Regions from separate parts of the Rattus norvegicus genome. Here all the other regions are linked to region 2. A link is a contact called in public Hi-C and HiChIP or PLAC-seq data. All regions are on one chromosome and are shown on one strand. Each heading gives the region's core, a stretch centred on a gene start, on an enhancer-like site or on the middle of the called end of the contact. The rest is flanking DNA. Distances are from core to core; before and after follow the strand shown.

What was found. A called contact is a pair of places that touch in the nucleus more often than the background predicts. HiChIP or PLAC-seq counts read pairs in DNA pulled down with a chosen protein or histone mark.
Region 1: a Hi-C map of frontal cortex shows a contact between it and region 2, with 5 times the contacts expected there. The contact joins two enhancer-like sites. A contact is called at or near these places in 1 of 12 Hi-C or Micro-C datasets (frontal cortex) and 1 of 1 datasets of contacts at active chromatin or transcription factors (oligodendrocytes).
Region 3: an H3K27ac HiChIP or PLAC-seq map of oligodendrocytes shows a contact between it and region 2, with 6 times the contacts expected there. The contact joins two enhancer-like sites. A contact is called at or near these places in 1 of 12 Hi-C or Micro-C datasets (frontal cortex) and 1 of 1 datasets of contacts at active chromatin or transcription factors (oligodendrocytes).

The regions. Positions count from the first base shown.
Region 1 is chr2:15,927,979-15,930,678 of GRCr8, reverse strand. It overlaps Mir9-2hg (Mir9-2 host gene), which reads right to left. Exons shown (of 4, transcript XM_039103406.2): 3 at 1,502-1,551. Among named protein-coding and RNA genes, the nearest start is that of Mir9-2, 4.0 kb to the left of the region's middle. Within about 2 kb of position 1,333, at least 12 of the 93 cell types and tissues checked have an H3K27ac peak or open chromatin away from gene starts, as enhancers often do.
Region 2 is chr2:16,884,362-16,887,061 of GRCr8, reverse strand. No RefSeq gene overlaps it. Among named protein-coding and RNA genes, the nearest start is that of Tmem161b, 440 kb to the right of the region's middle. Within about 2 kb of position 1,376, at least 23 of the 93 cell types and tissues checked have an H3K27ac peak or open chromatin away from gene starts, as enhancers often do.
Region 3 is chr2:16,280,412-16,283,111 of GRCr8, reverse strand. The region is part of intron 1 of LOC108349917 (a long non-coding RNA gene); the gene reads left to right. Among named protein-coding and RNA genes, the nearest start is that of Tmem161b, 170 kb to the left of the region's middle. Within about 2 kb of position 1,366, at least 28 of the 93 cell types and tissues checked have an H3K27ac peak or open chromatin away from gene starts, as enhancers often do.

The sequences.
Region 1 (2,700 bases), core at 84-2,583, 960 kb after region 2:
TCTTTGCTTCATGTGTATCTAGGTGTGAGAGGGCAAGTTATACATACATATATATGTGTGTGTGTGTGTGTGTGTCTGTTTGTGTGTGTGTGTCTGTGTGTGTCTGTGTGTGTGTGTGTGTGTGTGTGTGTGTGTGTATGGTATTATCCTCATATTTCCTGAGTTTGAAAATTATCATGTCTCTATTCCCATATTTAACAATACAATGTGTTTTTAGAAACAGTATCTACAATGTGTTAGCACACTGCATATCTGATCGCTTCTCCCAGTAGAGTCTGTAGAAGATGCTGTAATAAACACCACATTCTTAGGGCAACACTAGTCATGCCAACTTACTACAAGACTGGTCTCCATGCTTGGTGTTCAGCATGGGACCTCCAATGAGTGAAATGAGCCAAGATCAGGATTATGGGAAGTCTGTTCATTAACCGTGTAGTCAATTAAATATTTTACTTCTTTATCAACCTCTCAGGCACACAGAAGAAAATTAAATATACTAAGATTTAATATCAAGTGCCTTCTTATTTATAATATTGCCAAGGTCTATGATGTGGTTTATCATATGTATTATAAATAAATACACCCCACAGTACATTACAATTACATATCTCCAAGGAGTCCTAGCAATGTCATGTGTGAAGAGCAGCTCTTAGCAACTATACTTTAAACTTAGATTTTTTTGCTTTTAAAAGATTATCTAGCTGAACTACAGAATATTCACTTGAAAATCATTGTAGTGAAGGATATACTGAATTCAAGCAGCCTGCCTGCTTATTCTCCAATAAATTCCCACTAGTAACTAGTAGATTAGAGTGTGGCTGTGGTGCTTGCTTTCAGGTCTTTTATGGGTCTCCAAATGGCTGAAACATGACTTGAAACATTCTGGTTTACTTGGGAACAAAACAACCTCTCCTGGTTTAAAGTAAAAAAAAAAATTATGGTTTTCCTCATATGTGGGTCAGAAGGATGCTATTTAATTAATTCATATACGCTTGGTTTATGAACAAGCCTTAGAACATCTCTGAATCCTATAGACATACATGCAGAATGCATAAAGGACTGGCCTAGCATCAATGCATTTAAAATATTTGCTTTGTAAGAATTACAAGTGTGCAAACTGTAGTTCTCTGTCAATGCTATTGTCTTTTTTTAAGCCATTTTATTTACACCAGTATCCATGGTCCAATGATGAACTCAACTGGCTTTCATTATAATAAAAGTATCTTAACGATTTCTTCTAAGTACGAGCTTCTTTCTTAAGGCTATCTCAGGCTTTATTTGTGTTCTGCTTTATGCACATACATATATGTGTATATCACATGCATACAAAGGTTCCTCCAGGAGAAATAACTGCACCCACTGAAACTTAGATGTTTCTGGAATTCTATCTGCTGCAGGAGGAGATGTGTGAGAGATTGCAGACCTGTCTTCCAGTGAACAATATTCTATTTTCATTTCATACATCAGTCAAATTTTATCAAATAAAAAAATTTTAAATTACCTTTGGTTGATTGAATAGCTTGTTCAGGATATGCTTCTTTGAAGTCTCATCTGAAAAATAGGCAATAAAACAAATAATCATAGTTTTTAGAAATATGTATATATCATTATATAGGGATATGACTTAATTTAAAAGATCACAATTACTTTTTTTTTAAATGCCAATAGATTATATAAAACACCAGCACTGTGTATCTTGGGCCTTAGCACCTACAGGGTTAAATATGCTAATTTGCATTTAAATGGAGACATGCATGATAATGGGGATGCAAAATATGCAGGATCTAGAGGGGTTTGGGAAATTAATTTTTCTTTCTCCTTTTATTTTTAGCTTGGAAAGAAGAGAGACTTAAGAAACATTAGGGATTTGAACCTTGTAACCTCCCATACAAAAGAGAAGGGAGAGCCCCACCATGCAAGGATTTTAAGTCTGGAACCACGTCTTGTTTTCTAAATGTTTAAGGGACTGGATTTCTTGGCCTTTCAAACAATGAGAATCCCACGATAAATGGCTAATCCATTAGAAAGATGCAAATAGTTTACTGTAAGGCCATAGCACAGTGAGATGTGCATTCATATCTATGGCTCCTGATTGGCTCTTTCCTTCAGTAAATCAATGAATAATGTACAACCTGATTGCTGTAAAGTAGTGGATTTTTAAACCCTTCCCCCACACCCCGCGATCCAATATTAGGAAGTCTTAGATACTCCCGAAAATAGGTTGAGTTTTTTTAAAATGATTCTTTGATGCTTACTATTATTTTGGACTGGAGGGGTGGAGCTGTTGTTTTGCAAAATGAAAGTACTACACCGGTTCAATTATGCTGACTACAGTGGCTTGTTCCTACCAGCGCCCTAGTTACTGGTGCCAAGGGAGAGGAAGGGTGGTGGGCAGGTGTGGGCGCCAAGAGAGAGGGAAAGCGATCTGACTCCATCCTTGTGGGCCCAAGACAGCCGCAGCTTTAGCCCCCACCCCCACCCCACGGCCGTGGCCATGACAGGGCCTGGGGTCTAACTTCTGATCAATTCTACTGAATTGCCCTGACCCCTCCAGACAGTGTTGTATTCAAGCACCGCCCGCACATTTGCAAGAGAAAAACGCTGCAGATCCTAAAGGAAAAAAAAAAAAAAGCTAGGTACTCCTTACTCAGGATTTTCTGCACATCACCGAGGTCTTTCCTTCAGTTGTTTTTGGGCTCT
Region 2 (2,700 bases), core at 127-2,626:
CAAGATTCCATGCACACAAAAACAATAACATCAGTAGTTTTTTAAGGGCATATAAAACTTTGAGTCTAATACCTTTGAATTATTAAAGTGCTGAAAATGATGAATTTTTCTGAAGAAATTTGTAGCATGTTTTTTAGTTATAATATTAAAATTCAGTGTCATGGTCATTTAAGAAAAGTAGGTGGTAATAGGAGAAAAACTGTTTTGCTTTAGAAAAAGGACAGAAAGTCAAGCCACATGTGGTTGTCGTGTAGCTACAAACATGTAATCCCTGACTTTAAGAGGCAGAAGCTGGAAAATCCTGTGTTTGAAGTTAGTGTGAGCAACATAAGTGAGGTTTGGCTGATTTTGAAAAACTAAGTAAAGATCAAGATAAGAAACCCATGGGTTTGTACAGTGAATATACACTGATGGAAACATTAAACAAAGTGGTCAGGGACAATTTGAGAAAAAGGGAGGAGATGAGTGTGTGAGAGATGTAGGAGGAAGGTAGGTGATGAATGGAGCACATGAGAGATACATAGCCACAAGTAAACTCATGCTCTACAGTGAATATTCTCTAATTATCAAAACTATACAAGAAATATTCTTTATTTTTAAAAGTCTTCACTTCGTAATAACTGAGAAAAACAAAGATATATGTGGGTCCCATGTGCCATGGACCCTTGGTGGATAGCTTTGTGACCACTGCTGCCCAATGCTGACTTGAACTCAGAAGTCTGATAACCTAAGACAGTAGCAAAATTTCCATTCATGTGTTTGAAGAGAACATTTAAATAATGGTTTAATTAATTAAGGTAAAATTTTCTGTTCAGGAATGAAGCTGAGGGAATGACGAGGAGAGTGGGTCCTGGTATTGTATCAAAGTTATATTGGTTTTCTGATTGAAAGTCCATCATAAGCATCTGATCTACAATTGGTTCACTTAACACAGTTTTCTACACAGCTATCCCCTAGGCCAGAATTGCCTAATTGCACTTAAACAAAGAAAAAGTATTTTTCTGTTGGGAACTACAATGAAGCACAAAATCATTTTATTTTTCTTTTGTATCATAGGAATATTTTAGAGTATGTTTCTCTGTTCAAAGAGGTTCACCAGGAGCTTATTTTCATGGCATTAATGTGGCATGCCATTCTTGGAGGGGAACTGTAGGTGTTGCTGCAGCCACATTGCTGGGAAAGCTAGGCTAGGCTGCAATTCTGTGGCTTCTTGCAATTCTATTTTAGTGTTGTCCTCTCCCTCCCACTCAAATTCTGTCCCTTCATGTGTTTGGCTGTGCTGCATCCTCCAGGCTTTTACACTAAATATACTCTTAGCAGGGGGGAGCAGAATTTGCTGATGAGTCACTGTTTCTGAAGACTCATCTCTGGTGGACAGCTCCTGGACTAGAATAGTTCCAGCTGGACAGAGGAGTAGGGAGAGCAGGAGTTAGTCCACTGTGTTCTACAAAAACAGCCAAGGCAGAGCCGGAGTGGGAGGATTCAGAGCACACTGATACATGGTACATAGTATACTTACACTGATACATGGTACATAGTATACTTACACTGATACATGGTACATAGTATACTTACACTGATACATGGTACATAGTATACTTACACTGATACATGGTACATAGTATACTTACACTGATACATGGTACATAGTATACTTAATACATTTTGGTGAAGGAGACTGTTGTCTTAAGATATACTCTCAGGCTCAGAAATTGTATTCATGGCTTGTGTAGGAGGTCAGACTCTTTGTTTTCTTTCATGTTGGAGTTGTTATTCTTTGACCCGTTCTCTGAGCATAATTTGTTTCCAGTCCCTTTGTTCTATGAGTGAAAAGGTCAAGGCCTTTTGACATGGCATGAACATTCAGTGCACCAGGGGAAACTTCACCAGCAGTGCTGGACTTAAAACAACTTCCGAGCAAGCAGAGTCAAACACAGGAAGTGTTGTTCCAATCCCCAGAGGGTACTGGCTTTGTTGATGAGCCAACTTACATCATGTTGAATTGTTGAATTGCTAAGCACAGCTATCTTGAATGAACAGATATAGCAATGACTCCAGACCCAGATGAGGAATTTGTAGGCATGAGATAGCAACATCACTCTCCTGAAGTGTCCCCTACAGGAATCTAAATACAGAGTGGCTATTTTCTTAAATAGGAAAAGTTCCATCTCAGGTCCCCACAGTACAATCCATGTTAAATGATTCTCCAAATGAACAAACACTGCCTTGATGAGACAGTAAATTTAGTGAGAAAAATAATCAACCAGAAATGCAGGAAAATGTGACTTTTTAATAAATGATCTAACCAAGAAGTGAATTGCCCATTAAATTTTATATATACAAGACCATTTTACTGGTATTAAATTAGTACAGAAAATATTGACCTGTTCAATATGGCATGGGAAACATTTTTATTCACATAGTCTATGTAAATTTTTAAGTACTATGAATTAAATGTTATGTTACTCATATGGAATAATGTTCAAACTTTGTCTCACATATTAATTGAGAAAGAAAGATGTACTGTTTTGTATAAGGTCATTCAGTAAATTTAAAACAGTACAACATTTAATTCCCTAAATCATTGGCATCCTGAATCTTTTAAATGAGTAGATTCTAAAGTATATTGGAGAAGTTCTGAGGTTCAGAAATATGAACATTTCATACACCAGTTCTCTGTGTAAAAATATATTCTAGAAA
Region 3 (2,700 bases), core at 117-2,616, 600 kb after region 2:
ACACTCCACTAGGCAGCTGATTTGAGATTGTCTGTTAGCATAACAAAGGCTCTGAGCCTGTGAACTTCAGAAACCTTTCGACCTCTTAGCTGCTGGCATGAATAGCCCCCAGTCCTGCCTATAGAGATCTCCCAAAGCTCCCCTGTTCGTGGCTAAATTGTTAATCAGGGTAATTTAATATAGTTTTCAATATGCCTCATCTCTTATTGGGAAAGGTATTCACAGCTTCCCTACCCCTGAAAAAAAAAGTTCTTTTATTCGAGTGTGAGAGGGGCAGCTGCAGACAGACCCCCGGCTCTTACTTCACCCCCCCCCCCCCCATCCCACTCCTTCTTCCCAGCCACGGCGGCATTCTGAGTAGCAACCACATGGAAAGGCCAGAAAGAGAACTGGGTTGACATTCCCTGTGGGTGCACTCCACCCTGAACCTGAAACTCAGGGCTGTTTATGCTGGGAGACAACTAAACAAAAACCTCATGCTCAGTCATAACTAAAACCTTAGAGCGAACACACACACACACACACACACACACACACACACACACACACACACACCCTGTTCTCCACCTCCCTTGCCCCTCCCCCTTCATCCCTCAGCTCAGCTGCTCTCCTGGCCCTGACAAAATGCACCAGACCCCAAGGCCTGCTCATTTTCATTTTGTCTGAGGCAGAGGCAGCCTGCCCACTCCTTTGCACAGCTATACTCGGCCTGTCCCCTGCATCTACTCTCAGTGTAGCTCCCTTGCAGCGTCAATTCACATGCACATTAGTTAGCTGAAGAGCAGGAGCACAAATATATTCATTTTAATCCAGTTAAGACCTAAGAGGTCTCATAGGATATTATTCAATAGTTTGAAAACCAAGTATAAAACTCAGATTTCGCTACAGCGTTTCATCTGAGAGAGGCCTACAGTATGCCTTTCTTTGCTTCCCACCAGTGCATGCTCAAGAAATAAAGTGAATAATAAAACAATTACAAGCAAAGAACCAGCTGCAGGTGGAGGTTCTGTTAAAATATTGTATTGTTGACTCTGTTAATTACCATACTTCTAGTGCCCGTGTGTAAATTCAGAATGAGAATTTTATATATGAGAGGGAAAAAAATATGAAGTCTTTCTTTCTTTCTTTCTTTCTTTCTTTCTTTCTTTCTTTTTTGATTAAAAACAGAACAATATATCTCTTAATCATATAGTTAACCTTCCGTTCCCACATGAGAATTTTAGGCCATTTCTAAACTGTATTTGGGTACCCTGATGCTGTAACTGTAGTTTTCTTTGGGGTTGTCTTTGTGTGTGCTGACGCCTTGTGCCTTGAGGTCTTCTTGCCTGTGTCAGGCTATGGTAGGTGTGTTTTGCCTCTTGGCCTCCTGAAGTTCAGCCAGCATCTAGATCCCAAAGTATTTTCTTTGGTATCTTTCTAGATTAGTGTGGTTCCTGATGCAGTTAGACTTGCTTCACTCACTTGGGATCCTAATCTGCTATCACCAAAGTGCTAGAAAGCAGGGAGACAATTCTCTTTATTGCACCAGGGAAAGATTAGTCAAGTGCCCAAACAGAAAAACACATCAGACCCACTCTCAGGTGCGCAGACCCACTTGACAGCCAAGCTTCTTTCCCAAGCTCCTTTTTCTGGGTATTAAAAAATGACTATAAAAATGAGCTTCTTAACTGATGTAAACATCTTAACAGTGTCCATAGATAACAACATAATTGGACACAGTTAGATTATGAACAATCTCCAACTCTGTATTTTCCTGGGGGTTGGGGGGTCTGACAGTTTTAATTTCAGTGCTATAGAAGTTTTTACATTATAAACATTTTAATCAATAATCTATGCATTGTTCATCTTAATGCTGTGCATTTTATTTTATTCTTTAAGTAATGATTTTCATTTTCTTCTTGATGTCTTAAACTAGAATATTTTAAAATATAAATTGTTAGCTATTACAAACAAGTAGATAGGAATTGCTGATTTCTCTTCTAAAATTCCAAAGACATAAAATCATTCATTCACAAGTTCACAGAAATGTAACTTTCATGAGCTGTTTAGAGAGAAAGAACATACAGTGGCTTTAAACTCAAGAAAGGAAAAAAAAAACCACACAATTGATATTTTTCAGTGCTTTTGCTTAACCCAGCTTTCATTAGCCTTTTCCTCATTAGAATTTATGATCCATGTCCTTCTCTATACTTCCACAGCTCTGACTTCTGTTAAATTTTGTAACAGAGGTTAATGAGTACAAAGGAATAGAAGGCCTGTTTGCTTTCATCTATGATGCTCAATATTTTAAGGTTGTTTGTATTTGCATTTAAATTTTTCTGTAATTTTAAATTATTAAAATTCAGTGAAATTAATTGCATATGAGTTATCTGAAAGAGGGATAGTTTTAAAAAAAGAAATTAAACAGTGTAATTCTGCTGAATTGTAATGTTTTCCTGGGCCTGGGACATCTAATGTCCTCTCCAGCATTGCATAGTTTGGGTTTCATATTTGTGGAAGACGAAGGATTGGGGGGGGGGAGAAGGATGTGTTTTTGGAATGGTGTTTGACAAGGGGAATGAACGCAGACACCAGAACAATTATATTACAATCCCATTGGGAATGCCAGCACCAAATTTAGCCAGACTGATGGGGCACTGTCTAGACGGTCCCTTTTGTGTATCAGCTGCTTTCTCCCTGCTTTATTGCGTTGCCTCAATG